2 separate regions of the Sus scrofa genome follow, and region 1 is linked to region 2. A link is a contact called in public Hi-C data. All regions are on one chromosome and are shown on one strand. The core of a region is the stretch at or near the end of the contact, and the rest is flanking DNA. Distances in the headings are between cores, read along the strand shown.

Region 1 (6,336 bases), core at 3,083-5,582, 61 kb after region 2:
GCTCACAGCAATGCTGGATCCTTAACCCATCGAGCAAGGCCAGGGATTGAACCCTAGTCCTCATGGATACTAGTCGGGTTCATTAACCACTGAGCCAGAATGGGAACTCCCCAGAAATATTTTTGAAACCAAACTACTTGCCTGGTCCTGAGGATACAGCAGTGACAAGGCAAATCCAGCCTTGGCCTTCCTAGAGCTTAGATTCAATGAACGAGACAGGCATGAAGCAGGTACCAAAACAGAAGAATGACTTAATGACAGATGCGGGGGAGAGGGAAAGGGCCCAGGAGCCTGTAACAAGGAGATGTGTCCTGGTCTGGGGGCTGGGAAAGACCCTCAGGACAGGCCAACTTTGCCTGAAACTGAAGGCAGGGAAGCATTAGCTAGCCATGTCCATTGTGAGGGATGCAGTGCTCCAGGCCTGGGGAACAGCAGGTGCAAAGGCCCAGAGGTGGCAGGAGCTTGTGCTGTCCCGTAAGGCAGTCCTCCTGGAGCACTGGCCCGCCCACTGGGGTTTCCTGCCAGGGGGCGGGGGTGGAGAGGGGGGTCTGGTGGCCTGATAGAAATGAGTGCAGCTCGCCATGTCCTTCGTACCTGTACAAAAGGAGGTCTCGACCCCGAGAGACCCAAAATTCATTGTAGCTGCCTCCAGGGCTCTGCTGAGGCTTTTTTTTTTTTTTTTTTTTTTTTTGCCTGTTTGTCTTTTTAGGGCTGCACCCACAGCATATGGAGGTTCCCAGGCTAGGGGTCTAATCGGAGCTGTAGATTATACCACAGCCACAGCAACACCAGATCCGAGCCGAGTCTGCGACCTACACCACAGCTCATGATAATGCTGGATCCTCAACCCACTGAACAAGGCCAGGGATCAAACCCACAACCTCGGGTTGGATTCGTTAACCACTGAGCCACAACGGGAACTCCTGCTAAGGCTTTTGAGAGAACATGCGGAGCTTCCCTCAGGCTCCTCGAGACCCCAGGGTCTGCCTGAACCAGCCAAGACCTCCTCGTAGCCAAACTGGTTCCTGGACCCAAGCTGGGCAGTGGCGGGGGGGCGGGGTCACAGCAGTGCCAGGCTGGGATGGACCATGACCCTGGCTTCTTACATGCTGGCTGAGGCCTGTGAGTCCGTGGGGGCTGGATGGGGCCCCAGGGGACCGCTCTGACTCCTTGAACCCCACCGAGTCTGCCTTCCTCGCCTTCCTTCTGCTGATACCTTCTCCTCTCCGGACCGGTGGTTATCCAAATGTACCAGCATCTTGAGGTTTTGTTCAAAATTAATGAGGTGAGGTGTTCCCATTGTGGCTCAGCAGTAACAAACCAGACTAATATCCATAAAGATGTGGGTTCGATCCCTGGCCTCACTCAATGGGTTAAGGATCCAACGTTGCTGTGAGCTGTGGTGTAGTCACAGACGTGGCTCGGATCCCATGTTGCTGTGGCTGCTGTGTAGGCCGGCAGCTGTATCTCCAATTTGACCCCTAGCCTGAGAACCTCCATATGCAGCAGGTATGGCCCTAAAAAAAAAAAAAAAAAATTACTGAGGTGAAACACCTTTAGAGGGATGCTCTGGACAGTGGGTGTCGCTGGCTGACTGCCCCACGCCATCACCCCAGCCCCTCCCTCCTGTCCTGTGACACATGCTGTCGTGACTCAGTCCTGGCCAGACCTCTATGGCTCCGTAAAGAAGAACCTGGCCCCTGGGGACAGCCCTGGACAGGGGGACAGACTCTGAACTCCTCCCATACTCTTCCAGTGTCTCCTCATTTGTTCATTCGTCTGTTCATTCATTCGTTCTCTCCACAATTGGTGGAGAGTTTACCTTGGCCCAGACCCTGTGATGGGGCCCAGGGAGACAGGAAACCGTAAGTTCCAGTCCCTGCTGGACACAGGACCCCACATGGACCCTATAGTGAGACAGGGTTACGAGGGGTGTGGTCTGGGATGGCTTCCTGGAGGAGGCAGCCTTCTGCTGAGACCTGCGGGTGAGCCAGGGAGGCAAAGAAGAGAAGGCGCAAGCCCAGGAATGGAATAGGCAGGGGTCCGCAGGGAGCGGATGTGCACGTCCAGTGTGAATCTGGGCCAGGGGCGCTGAGACGGCCTGAGGTCCCCTGTCCTGCCGCTGCCCGCCTGGGCGGCCTGGGGACCCCACCCAGTGGATAGAGCCAGACCCCATCCTTCCGTCATGTTTGCTGTCAGACTTGCCTGGGGCTGGGCTGGGGGCTGCAGCCACCTCCTCCCTCCGTTATCCCTGCCAAGTGGCTACCAAGGATGTAGTGAGAAGAGAGAGGGCCTGGGTTTGCAGGGGGAAGGGCTCTCACTTGCTGTGTGACCCTGGATAGCCCTGGCCCGTCTCCGGGCCTTCCTCCATCTCCTCTGTAAGGCAGAGATGTCCTGCCGCCCCGCCTGAGGTTGCCGGGGACCGCCAGGGAGGTGATGCTGAGACATCTTCTCCTTCCTTGGTGCCTTAGCCCTGGTCCCTGAGTATTCAAGACTAAGAACCCGAGTTCCCTGGTGGCTCCGTGGCTTAAGGCTCCGGTGTGTCACTGCAGCATCTCGGGTTGCTGCTGTGGCGCAAATTCCATCCCTGGCCTGGGAATGTCCCCATGCCTTGGGCGCGGCCATCAAAAAAATAAAAAGAAAAAAGAAAAGAAAGAAAGCCAGTCTGTCAGATAAGAAACCAACTCTTGCCCCTTGCTTGAGATTCCCGCTGGGGTGGGACTGGCCTCCTGGGGAAGCCCCCAGAAGTGCAGGTGCCCTGCTCCAGAAGGATCCAGAGTTTCTTCTCCTTCCTCCTCCCTCTGTCCATGCTTCCTTTCTTCCCTCCAATGTTGGTGATGCACTTGGTGTCAGCCTGACCCTGGCCCTGACCTTGCAGATCTCACAGGCTGAGCAGCCTGCACGCCCCGCACCTCAAAGTTACCCTGCCCCGCTCAAAGCCCCTGCTGCTCAAAACCCCCCCTGATCTGCATGCCAGGAGTTCGGGCTCAGACCCCCCCCCCAGAGGTTCCTGTTTCTTATTCAGTATCCTCCTCTTGGCTGGCTCGTACACCCTAAGCCCCTGGAGAGACCCCCAGAATCCCACTGCACGAGGGGTCGTGCAGCCTATGCCAAGGTTAGAGCCCAGGCTCTGTGCCAGTCTGCAGGTTTAAGTCCTAGCGCCAGCCTTTACCAGCCACGTGGTTTGGCGGGTTGCTTGGCCCCCGTGCCTCAATTTCCTCATCTGCAAAATCAGGCTCAGCGCCCCCAGCTCGGATTGTTCAATGCGCTCTTTCCCGTTACTCTTATTTCTCAGTCAGGTTGCCGAGCCTGGGACTGGATAAAGGCACACACACGCAGCCACTCGGCTGCTGAGCCAGGGCCACCCCGAGGTCCTAAGCCGGAAGCCCCACCTCCTGAATCACCCCCAGGCCTGCCCCTCACATCCTGGCCAAGAGGCAGTTCCTCCCATGTCATCTGAGTCGGGATTGCTACACGGACGTCAGCAAAGGACACAGTTTCCAGAATTCTCCCTGGGGTCGTTCAAAGGAAACCAAATCTCTACCAAGAGACCTGGGTGTTGGAGGGGCAGGGGGTAGCCTCCCTGCAGCCCCCTCCCCTTCACCTCCACTTCCTTCCCCAGACTTTTCTGGCTATAAATACTTCTGCAGCTTCGAGGCTCCTTTGACCAAGGCCCAGTGTTAATTTGTTAAATCCACATCAAGGTCTCAGGGACCCGCTGTTTATTTTCGTGAACGTGTTGGCAGAGATCACATTCAGGCTGGGGGAGGCTGCTTATTTGGTCCGAATAAATGCTAATTAATAAAAGTTATTTATTTGCATTGGAGCGCGCCGTGGCCCCTGGGTCAGGCGCAAGCTGATGATCTGAGCAAAAACAAACAGAGGGTGTCTCTCAACAGCTTGAGAAAGGCAGGAACGAAGAGGCTTGGGTTTATTTGTCTTAGGAAGAATTTGCAGTTAATTCCCTCCAGACTATTTAGAGCCTTAAATTACATGGAATAAGAAAAACCATGGGTGCAGCGGAAGGAGCCAGGAACACTTGATCATTTGGCTGAGAGCTGAGTTTTTAAATGTCTTTGGCCCGAAGTCAGCCAAATAAATGGTATGTGTGAAATAATTTAATGGCAGAAAACTGTGCACCAGTCATTTTTTTTTTTTTTTTCATTGAAATGTCTTCAGGGACAAAGTCATTCTGGGTTCGAAGGAGAGAGAGCATGGCTGGCCTCCCCATCCGACTCTGTTCATCTCTCCCGGATCCAGCCCTCGCAAGAGCCTCTAAATAGCCCGCATCAGTGGAGGTGGTTTCAGGCTTTCTTTTCAGTCCCAGAGGAAAGCAGAACTTTTGCTGAACAAAAGGAAACTTTGGGCGCAGCCCGGCTTGGACCGATCAGGCCCCAGTGCTTGCTGGCCCGAGGCTTAGAGAGTATTTATTTATTTTCCAAATGCTTTAAGCTCAAGCGTGGAGCCCCCAGAGGACGCACGCCCACCACAGGACATTTCTCAGGAGGTGATTCAGGAACTCGTGGTAACGAATATCCGGCACATCCGCTGGGAAGCAGAGTCCAGTGCCAGAGTCCAAAGCTGTGGGATTGAGTCCCGGGTCACCTCCAAGACGCGCCTGAAGCTTCCTCCACCGGGGCTGCCGCTCCTGAGCCTCTGCCCGCAGCAGGGCCTGGAACCCATCTTTCTACAGTGAGCTGGGCTGAGCAAGAAAGACCCTTGTCTTCAGGCACGGAGGGGGTTGCCTGCACGCAAGAATGCTAAGGGCGGAATTCCCATAGTGGTGCAGTGGAAACAAATCTGCCTAGTAACCTTGAGGTTGTGGGTTCCATCCCTGGCCTCGCTCAGTCGGTTAAGGATCCAGCATTGCCGTGAGCTGTGGTGTAGGTCGTAGTTATGGCTCAGATCCTGCGTTGCTGCGGCTGCGGTGTAGGCTGGCAGCTGTAGCTCCAATTCGACTCCTAGCCTGGGAACCTCCATGTGCTGCGCGGGCGGCCCTAAAAAGACAAAAAAAAAAAAAAAAAAAAAGCCAATGCTAAAGGCAGCAGCCATTTATCAAGCAATTGCTGTGCTCCTGGCCTGAGTTAAACCCAGCCACTCCAGGACTTCTGTGTGACCTTGGATAAGCCACTGTCCCCCTGGGGGCTCCCAGAGGTGAGGTCTTCCTCCTGGGGTTAGGATGGAGACTCAGACACATTTCTGCACCAGGGAGATGACACGGCCTTGGAGACCCCTCCCCATGGCGTCTCCCAGACCTTGGTCCAGAGAGTGCGACCCACCCCTGCCTCCCCTTTCCTGGGAGCGAGAAGATGAGAAGGTGACCCCCATGGAACCAGGCTCACAGCCCCGGCCGGCTGAGCCTCCCCAAAGACCCGGATTCCAGCCCCGGCTGCGTGATCTCGGGCAAGCCTTTCAGAGCCGTCGTTTCCCCATGTGCGGAATGGGTAACGCCTGGATGGGCAGATGCCAGGATACAGCGGATGCGGCGCCTGGTCCTCTCGGGTCCAAACCATCTTCTGTTGAGCGCACCCCATCAGAGGTGCCTTGGGGAGAACTCAGGAGAGATGGGACTCCAGACCCGTGGAGATCCGCTGGTGTCAAGTTGGGGTGCGGACGTCTGGGGCTGTTGGCGGGGCGGAGGGGAGAGTAAGGCCTTTGTGCGAGAGTTTCCGCTCCGGAGCCACCACGCGGTTTGACCAAAGAACGAGTTGTTTCTTCCGGCGCCCACTTGGCGGGGCCAAGGCTGCAAAACGGTTTTCATTTAAACCCCCTCAGTTTTGATTTGCTCAGAAATTTCCCGAAAAAGTCTCTCCTTTTTTGGCTGAAAGGCCTCCTGCGTTGGGTTTGTGCCCAAGCAGCGCTGCCTGAAGGGGGGCGGAAATCTGCTCGCGAGGACTGGTGTTCCAGAAGCTTCCGTCCGCTCCCAGGCTCCGGATCGCACGGGTTTTCATCGCGACGTCCCTGTTATTTCGGTTTAAGGTTTCTTCCCGCTCGAGAGGGTGGGGGTGGGGGTGGAGAGAGATTCACAGGCCCCCGAGGGTCTCATCCGTCTTCGCCTTTTCTTGGAGGAAAAGGGGTGAGGAGTGAAGGCTGCAGTGGGTCCAGGACCCGGGGCCAGCTCGCTGGGGCCGCGCCGAGTCCCCAGCCGTCACCTCCCCGACCCCCACAGGTGTCCCGCATCTGGCACCACTTCCCCAAACGTACTGCACCTCAACTCCTGGTCCTCCCTCCAAACCAGGGCCCCTCACCCTCAGCACGATGGGCAAGGTGAACCAGAGAATTCTCTGATGCGGGGTCTGCCCTGGGCACGAAAGGTCTTTACGGGCATCCCCAGCC
Region 2 (7,072 bases), core at 895-3,394:
AGTTTTTAATGATCCCAACTAGGATCCATGAGGATGAGGGTTTGATCCCTGGCCTCGCTCAGTGGGTTAGGGATCCGGCATCGCTGTGAGCTGCAGGTCGCAGACTTGGCTCAGATCCCACGTTGCTGGGGCTGTGGCATAGGCCCGCAGCTAAAGCTCTGATTTGACCTCTAGCCTGGGAACTTCCATATGCCACGGGTGCAGCCCTAAAAAGAAAAAAAAATAAATAAATAAACCCCTGTGGCTATAAGTCAGGGTCTGCAAGTCTCCTGGCTGACCTCCCCCCCCCGAAAATGGCCCCGTCTCCATCCCCCAGCACACAAGCTAGATGCCAGCATGGTTCTGCTGTGATTTATGCTTAATGTGTCTTCTCCGTTTTCCCCTCTCCCTATGACAGGAACAAAAATGCAAGATGCCTCAGAATGAGTGGCAGAAAATTACTTTTCCTTACTTAGCTCTGGGCACAGTGCCAGCAGCCACTTTTTCACATTAATGGAAGCGATTTAGCTGGGAGCTGGGAGGAGTCTGCTAAGTCAATCTCATGGTAGAAACAGCGACAAACTCGCTCTTGGACTTGAGGTGGCTAAGGGCCACTTGAAAGCCCACAAGGGGACGGGAGGCCACCCAGTGTGGCTGTCCTTGGTCACCACCCATGAAATAAATAAATGAGGCAAGTAGCTCCTGAGAAAAGCCTGAAGGCTTGGTCGCCCATCCAGAGCAGGGCCACACTTAAGCCACCTATCACCCCAGGTCCTCTGGGCTCCAGCTGACCTTCAAAGTTGAGGTTGGCTCCATTCCGCAGGAGAACGTCAGCGGCACGGGTCAGCCCCAGCTCGGCCATCTTCAGCAGGGCGTTGCTCACGCCTTCCTGGTAGAAGGGAGAGTGGGCCTTTCTCTCCAGCAGCTCAGTGAGAACAAGGATCCGGCTCTCCTCACTCGCGACATAACTGGGTCTGGGGCAGGAGAGGGGGGACTAGTTGAGGGTGGGAACAGCTGTGGGACCAGCTGGCTGGGCACCCTGTGGGTGGGTGGCCTTTGGTCTCCTGATGTCATTCCCCCCGTCTCCCCCCAAATCACTCCCCCAAGGCAGGGCAGAAAGTCTCTTCAGAAAAGGTCTGTGGCAGAGAGAGGGCCAAGCTGGATCCTTCTACTGGAGCAGATGCCTCGGGTTTACCAAGAAAGGACAGGGGTTGTCTTCGGCCTCCTTCCATGTTGCCCAGAGAATCTGGCCCCTGGCATGGATACAAAGCCTCATACACCTGGACTGTTGGCACTGAAGGGAACCCTTGTGGCCAAGAGTGAGAACCAGACACTGCGGGACCAGCCCAGGGCAGTCAGCAGACTTCCTGCCTGCTCACACCCAAAGTCAGTCAGCCTCCCCGTCTTCCAAAGGCTGAGAGCAGCAAAGCCTTCTGCACCTTTGCCCCAACCCACCCAGCTTCCCCGCCAATTCCAGCTGATCCCAGAAACAGACACCTGATCCCTCTTTCCTCTGTTCCACCTAAGGCATTAAACACTTTACTAACGATTGTCAGTCTCTCTTTTCTGGAGCATAAGCATCGTGAAGGCTGGGAGTTTGTTTAGCTCACTGATGTACCGCAAACGATTCACTTTCTAACACCCTTCCCAGAGATTCACGGATAGACCCGCGCCTGGATGTACAATTGCAAACTCGGCTACAGAAAGCTCACTTCGCACTGCTCACAGATGCCACCCGGCTGCCCTGCAACTCCAGGTGGAGGGCACATGACAGGCAGGGTGCAGGGTGGGGCCCTGAGGCGAAGGCCCTGCAAACACCGCACCCTCCAGCCCTCCGGGCGCTGGCCCGGAGCACCCTTCCCCCAGCGCGTCTCGGTCTCATCTGTTAGGTGGGGACACCGCCCGCCCCGCCATGTTTGTCGTGACAATGAAGGGGGAGCAGTGCCGAGTCGGAGGGGGGCAGGGAGCGAGTTACCCGTCCAGGGGTTCCTGCCGCTCAGGGTCCTGGATCCCCAAGGAGCCCAGAATCGCGTCCACCAGCGGCTGGTACTCGAAGATGATCCTCCGGAAGCCGTGCAGGAACGGCATTGCGGCGGCCGCACCCTCCGCTGAGGCCGAGACGCCGACTGCGAGCGTTCCGGCAGCCGCGGTCTTGGCCAGGTTTGGCCACTACTGGTCCAGTCCCCGAACCCGGCCTCATACACAGCCCAACCCGCTGCTCCGCGCCGGAAGTGACTCTCGCACTTGCACTTCCGGTCCCTCCGGCCCAGGAAAGAGAGTCGGGGTGACAGCGCCCTCTGCCGTCCGGGAGGACCGAGCGCCTTCGGGAGCGCGATTTGGGGGTATCTTGTGCGGCGGGGGTCCCTGGAGAATGGAGGGCGCCGACCTGCAGTCCACCGGGATCCCAGCCCTTCGCTGGCCCGCCCTTTCCCGGTCCGGCCTGGCTCCACCCTGCGATCCCGCCCGCGGCCGCTGGGCGCCGTCCGAACTCCGCCCGTTGCGCACAGCGGCCGGACCCCTGCCCAACTCTCTGCGGCAGTGGAGGGGTCTCGAACTCCAGGTGTCCCCTGGCCCCCCTGAGCTTGGGTCAGACCGCGGCTTGGCCTGGCTCTTGCCCCCCCCCCCCCCCCGCCCCCGCCGACTGGACCACATCCACCCTGACGGGCGATGGGGCAATTCCTTAGCCTCTGTCCCCTGGAAGCTCCTCTCCCTGCCAGCTGGGGGCTTCTTCCCCTTTCTCTGCCTTGATGGACTCAATGAACTTTAATTTCTTCATCTGTGAAATGGGGATAATCAAACCCATGCAAGATCCTAGACCAAGAGCTCTGTTACTGTGGGTGGAAGTGTAGCCTAGCAGGAAGGGGACCGGGCCTGGGGTACTTTTCTGGAGTTTAGGTATCTACCCCTGGGCCTCACATTTAACCTCTGCAACCTCGAGGCCCACAGGGGAGCCCTGATGACTTCACTTTTGTCCCCCCTGCTTTTTAGGGCTGCACCCGCAGGTTCTCAGGCTAGGGGTCAAATTGGAGCAGGCCTACACCACAGCCACAGCAACTCCAGACCCAAGCCGTGTCTGTGACCTACACCACAGCTCACGGTGATGCTAGATCCGTAACCCACGGAGTGAGGCCAGGGATCAAACCCACAACCTCATGCTTCCTAGTCGGATTCGTTTTCCACTGGGCCACAACGGGAACGCCCCTGATGACCTCATGATTCTGGAAAGCCCGTTATGAAGAGGTGTGCCAGTCCCAGCCGTTCACATGGCAGCTTGGGTCTCACCAGCCCCCACCCCTTCCCATGTGGACTCAGGAGCCTCTCCTGTCCAGCACCTGCCAGAGACCAGAGCTGTTGAGGAAAGTAGAAAACGTTTAGAGACAAGTTTAAAGCCAACCGCATGTGTCTATGATTAAACATAAAAAATGAGTAGAAAAGGGCTCCCCTGCCCCCAAGAGCCGAACAGTCTTAGCAAGAAAGCCCAATCCAAAGCGTCCTCAGTCCGGCTATGGGGACCGAACAGGGGCTGGATAATTGCTCACTGCACTTATGATTCCGTTTATAAGGTTGTTGTGCGGATCAGGTGACAAGCTATTAAAAATCCCCATCAGGCCTTAGAAGCCCTCCTTTTGTCCCTCCATCCCACTGCCTAAGGAGCAAGGAAGAGGAGTAGGGCAGCCCAGGTTAGGTTCGCCAGGAGACCACAGCATCCCTGGTTCCCAGCACACTTCATTTTTTTTTTTTTTTCTTTGCCTTTTAGGGCATAAGGAAGTTCCCAGGCTAGGGGTTGAATCAGAGCTACAGCTGCCAGGCTACACCCCAGCTCGCAGCAGTGCCAGATCCTTAACCCACTGCCCACTGCCCACTGAGCAAGGCCAGGGATTGAACCTGCATCCTCTTGGATACTAATCGGATTCGTTACTGCTGAGCCACGATGGGAACTCCTGCCCTGGTTCTTGATCCTGGAAGTCTCTTCTCCTGGAGTGAAATTGGGAGACTGCTCACACAGAGATGGAGAATTTCCAGCTTGTCCTGTAAAACCAGGCGATCCGACACCCGGGCCCATATTCCCGTCTGGCAATGAAGCGCATCTGGAGGTGGCATTTGCTCCAATGTGCCTCAGTCTCCCCAGGTGTTACCCTGGGGGGTCGGGGAATGTCTGCTCCCATTTGAAGGGTCCACCCTCCACCCTCCAATTGGTCAAGGCTCTGAAGGGCACAGCAGCCCCCAGACGACCTAAAGGTGTCACAGCCCTATTTGATCCTGGGTGACTTGCTCCACGGCGCAGGGCTGAGAGGCCTGGTAAAGGGAAAAGCGTGTGTCAGTAGCTAGATGGGGTCTGTGGCAGAACTGGGGTTGGGGGAAGGTTCTGGCAGCCCCAGGTACTGCTGGGCTTTTGGTGACATCACCCCCCAATCTCTGCCCACCTGTCTTTTTTTTTTTTTTTTTAAAGACTGCCCCTGAGGCATATGAAAGTTCCCAGGCTAGGGGTCGAATCAGAGTTGCAGCTGCCTGTCTAAGCCACAGCCATGGCAACCCCGGATCCAAGCCGCATCTGTGAACTATACAGCAGTTTGCGTCAACAGTGGAATCTTAACCCGCTGAGCAAGGCCAGGTATTGAACCTGCATCCTCATGGATACTAGTCGGGTATCCGGGTATGCGGGTTTTTCTTAACCCGCAGGGCCACCCAGGGAATTCCTGCCTACCCCTGTCTTCCAGTGGCTTTCTTCCCTGTGTCTGTGTCTCTGTCCTAATCTCCCTGTCCTCTCTAAATAGCACCAGTCACTGGGTTTGGGACCCACCCTAATCCAGAATGAACTCACTTTTTTGTTTTCTTTGTCGGCCGCCCCAAGGCCTGTGGCGTTCCCAGACCAGAGATGAAACCTGAGCTATGCTTTCAACCTGCGCCACAGCTGCAGCAACACCAGCGCCTTTAACCCACTGCGCCTGGCCGGGGCTCGAACCTGCGTCCTGGTGCTCCACCACCAATCCTGTTGTGCCACAGCGGGAACTCCTGGACTCATCTTACGTTGACTACCTTTGCAAAAACTCTATTTCCAGATAAGATCACGGGTGTAGGTTTCAAGGGGTTAGGATTTGAATGTGTCTCTTTGGTGGACACAATAACGCTGCTTCAGTGGGTGACCCCAGGCTGGCCCTTCTGATCTCTGGGCCTCACCCAGAGTTTCCCCACCTGTAACCTGAAGGCCCTTCAGCTCTGAGAGTCCTGGAGTCAATAAAGAGGTCTTTGGTGTCACCGACGGTCTCTGGCAACAAGAGAACTATCATTGGTGCTTAGGACAGTGACAATCACGAGTTAACCTGACATACTGAGCCCTTTCGATGTGCCAGGCCCTGTGCGAAACGCTTGACATACTGCTCTTCATACACCCTGCTAAGCCGATGATGGTGTTAACACCTTTTCTTCAAACAAGAAACCTGAGGCTCAGAGAGGTTTGGGTACCGGCCCAACGTTGCACAGCTAGGCTGGAATTGTAACCCCAGTTTGGGGGACTCTTCCATGTACCTGGCCTCCAGGGCTCAAGTGCCTCGCAGCTTCTCCGGCTCTGGCCCTGGGAGGGTCCGGGCATGCCGCAGAGAGGAGCTGGCCCCTGCTCTGTCACAGCCCTTGGGCACCACACAGTGGAGCAGCCCTGCCGCCAGCCCGTCGCCCAGGCTCCTATCTTTAGAAAGCTCTGTGACCCATGACCTCCTTCCCGTCAGTAAGGGCAACCCCTGTTTCCTCCATCTGCCTCCCATTAAGGCTCTGTCGTCAGAGGCTCTCATTTCAGCTCTGAACCTTCTCTCTTCTTTCCCTGCTATTGCCTCTCACTGTCCTGCCAGCCCAGCCACTTCCTGCCACCCAACGCCAGCGTTCTTAGCAGGCTGGGGGGCCTGGGGCCAAGCACCCAGTGATCAGACCCTGGCAGGGTCTGTCCCTGACTCCTCCTCCCCAGGGAGTTTGGGAGTCCCTCTGACTATCCAATGCACAGAGAGGAGTAACCTTAATATATAAAGCACTTTTAAAAATCGACAAGAGGGAGTTCCCGCTGTGGTGCAATGGGTTAAGGATCCGGCACCGTCTCTGTGGTGGCCCGGGTTTGACCCCTGGCCTGGCACAGTCTAAAAAGGATCCAGCGTTGCCACAGGTGTGGCACAGGTTGCAGCTGTGGCTTGAATTCAGTCCCTGGCCTGGGAACTTCCATATGCCTGGGGTCTGGCCATTAAAAAAAAATCAACAATAAGAAGGCAAAAATACTAACAAAAAAATGGGCAGAGGACATGCATAGTGAGTCACAAAGGATGGAAAACTGTCAACAAAATGAGGAGAGACGTTTAGCCACTCCAGTGGTCCAACGCCAACAATGGTAACAGCCGACTTACAGAACTTAACCACGTGCTAGACTCTGTCCTATAGCAGCTCACCAAAGCGAGTTATAGAACAGTAGGTGCCGTCTGATCCCATTTAGGGAAAAAGCTCTTTGTGTGTGTGTGTGTGTGTGTGTGTGTGCACGCACGCACGCACCTGTGCATGAGCAGGAATAATTCTTTTTTTGTTTGTTTTTGTTTTGGTCTTTTTAGAGCTGCACCTGCGGCATATGGAAGTTCCCAGGTTGGGGGTCCAATCAAAATTGCAGCCAGTGGCCTGTACCACAGCCGCAGCCATGTGAGACCCAAGCCTCCACTGCAGCTCAGGGCATCACCAGATCCTTCACCCACTGAGTGAGGCCAGGGATTGAACCTGCATCCTGATGGATACTAGTTGGGATCTTAACCCACTGAGCCACAGTGGGAACTCCGATAGGCGTGATTATTGACGGCCCAGGCTGAGATATTAGTGGTGGGTGTTCTGGGTTCTGGATTTGGGAAACTTTGATCTTCTTTGTGTTTCTGGGTATTTCCTACCCTCTTACCAATGAATGTGACTTAACCTGAGACTCAAAATGCGAAATCAGCCAGAGGCAGGGGATCAGGCCCTGCACTTCCTCTTACATCTAGGGTCCAAGACGAGGCCATGAACGCCGGGCAAGGCCCCCGTCTGTCCACAGAGCCTTTTCTCCTGCCCCCTCTATCTGGTGACATTCTTCACAGCA

The links. A called contact is a pair of places that touch in the nucleus more often than the background predicts.
Region 1: a Hi-C map of skeletal muscle shows a contact between it and region 2, with 2.3 times the contacts expected there. The contact joins the enhancer-like site here to the promoter of ASB6 in region 2. A contact is called at or near these places in 10 of 47 Hi-C or Micro-C datasets (alveolar macrophages, brain, embryonic fibroblasts and 4 more) and 1 of 2 datasets of contacts at active chromatin or transcription factors (skeletal muscle).

The regions. Positions count from the first base shown.
Region 1 is chr1:269,891,044-269,897,379 of Sscrofa11.1, forward strand. The region is part of intron 1 of PRRX2 (paired mesoderm homeobox protein 2); the gene reads left to right. Among named protein-coding and RNA genes, the nearest start is that of PTGES, 30 kb to the right of the region's middle. Within about 2 kb of position 4,333, at least 10 of the 83 cell types and tissues checked have an H3K27ac peak or open chromatin away from gene starts, as enhancers often do. A contact at or near this core is called in skeletal muscle, where this site is marked.
Region 2 is chr1:269,832,062-269,839,133 of Sscrofa11.1, forward strand. It overlaps ASB6 (ankyrin repeat and SOCS box containing 6), which reads right to left and starts at 2,145. Exons shown (of 6, transcript NM_001099937.2): 1 at 1,955-2,145; 2 at 772-953. The coding sequence starts at 2,067.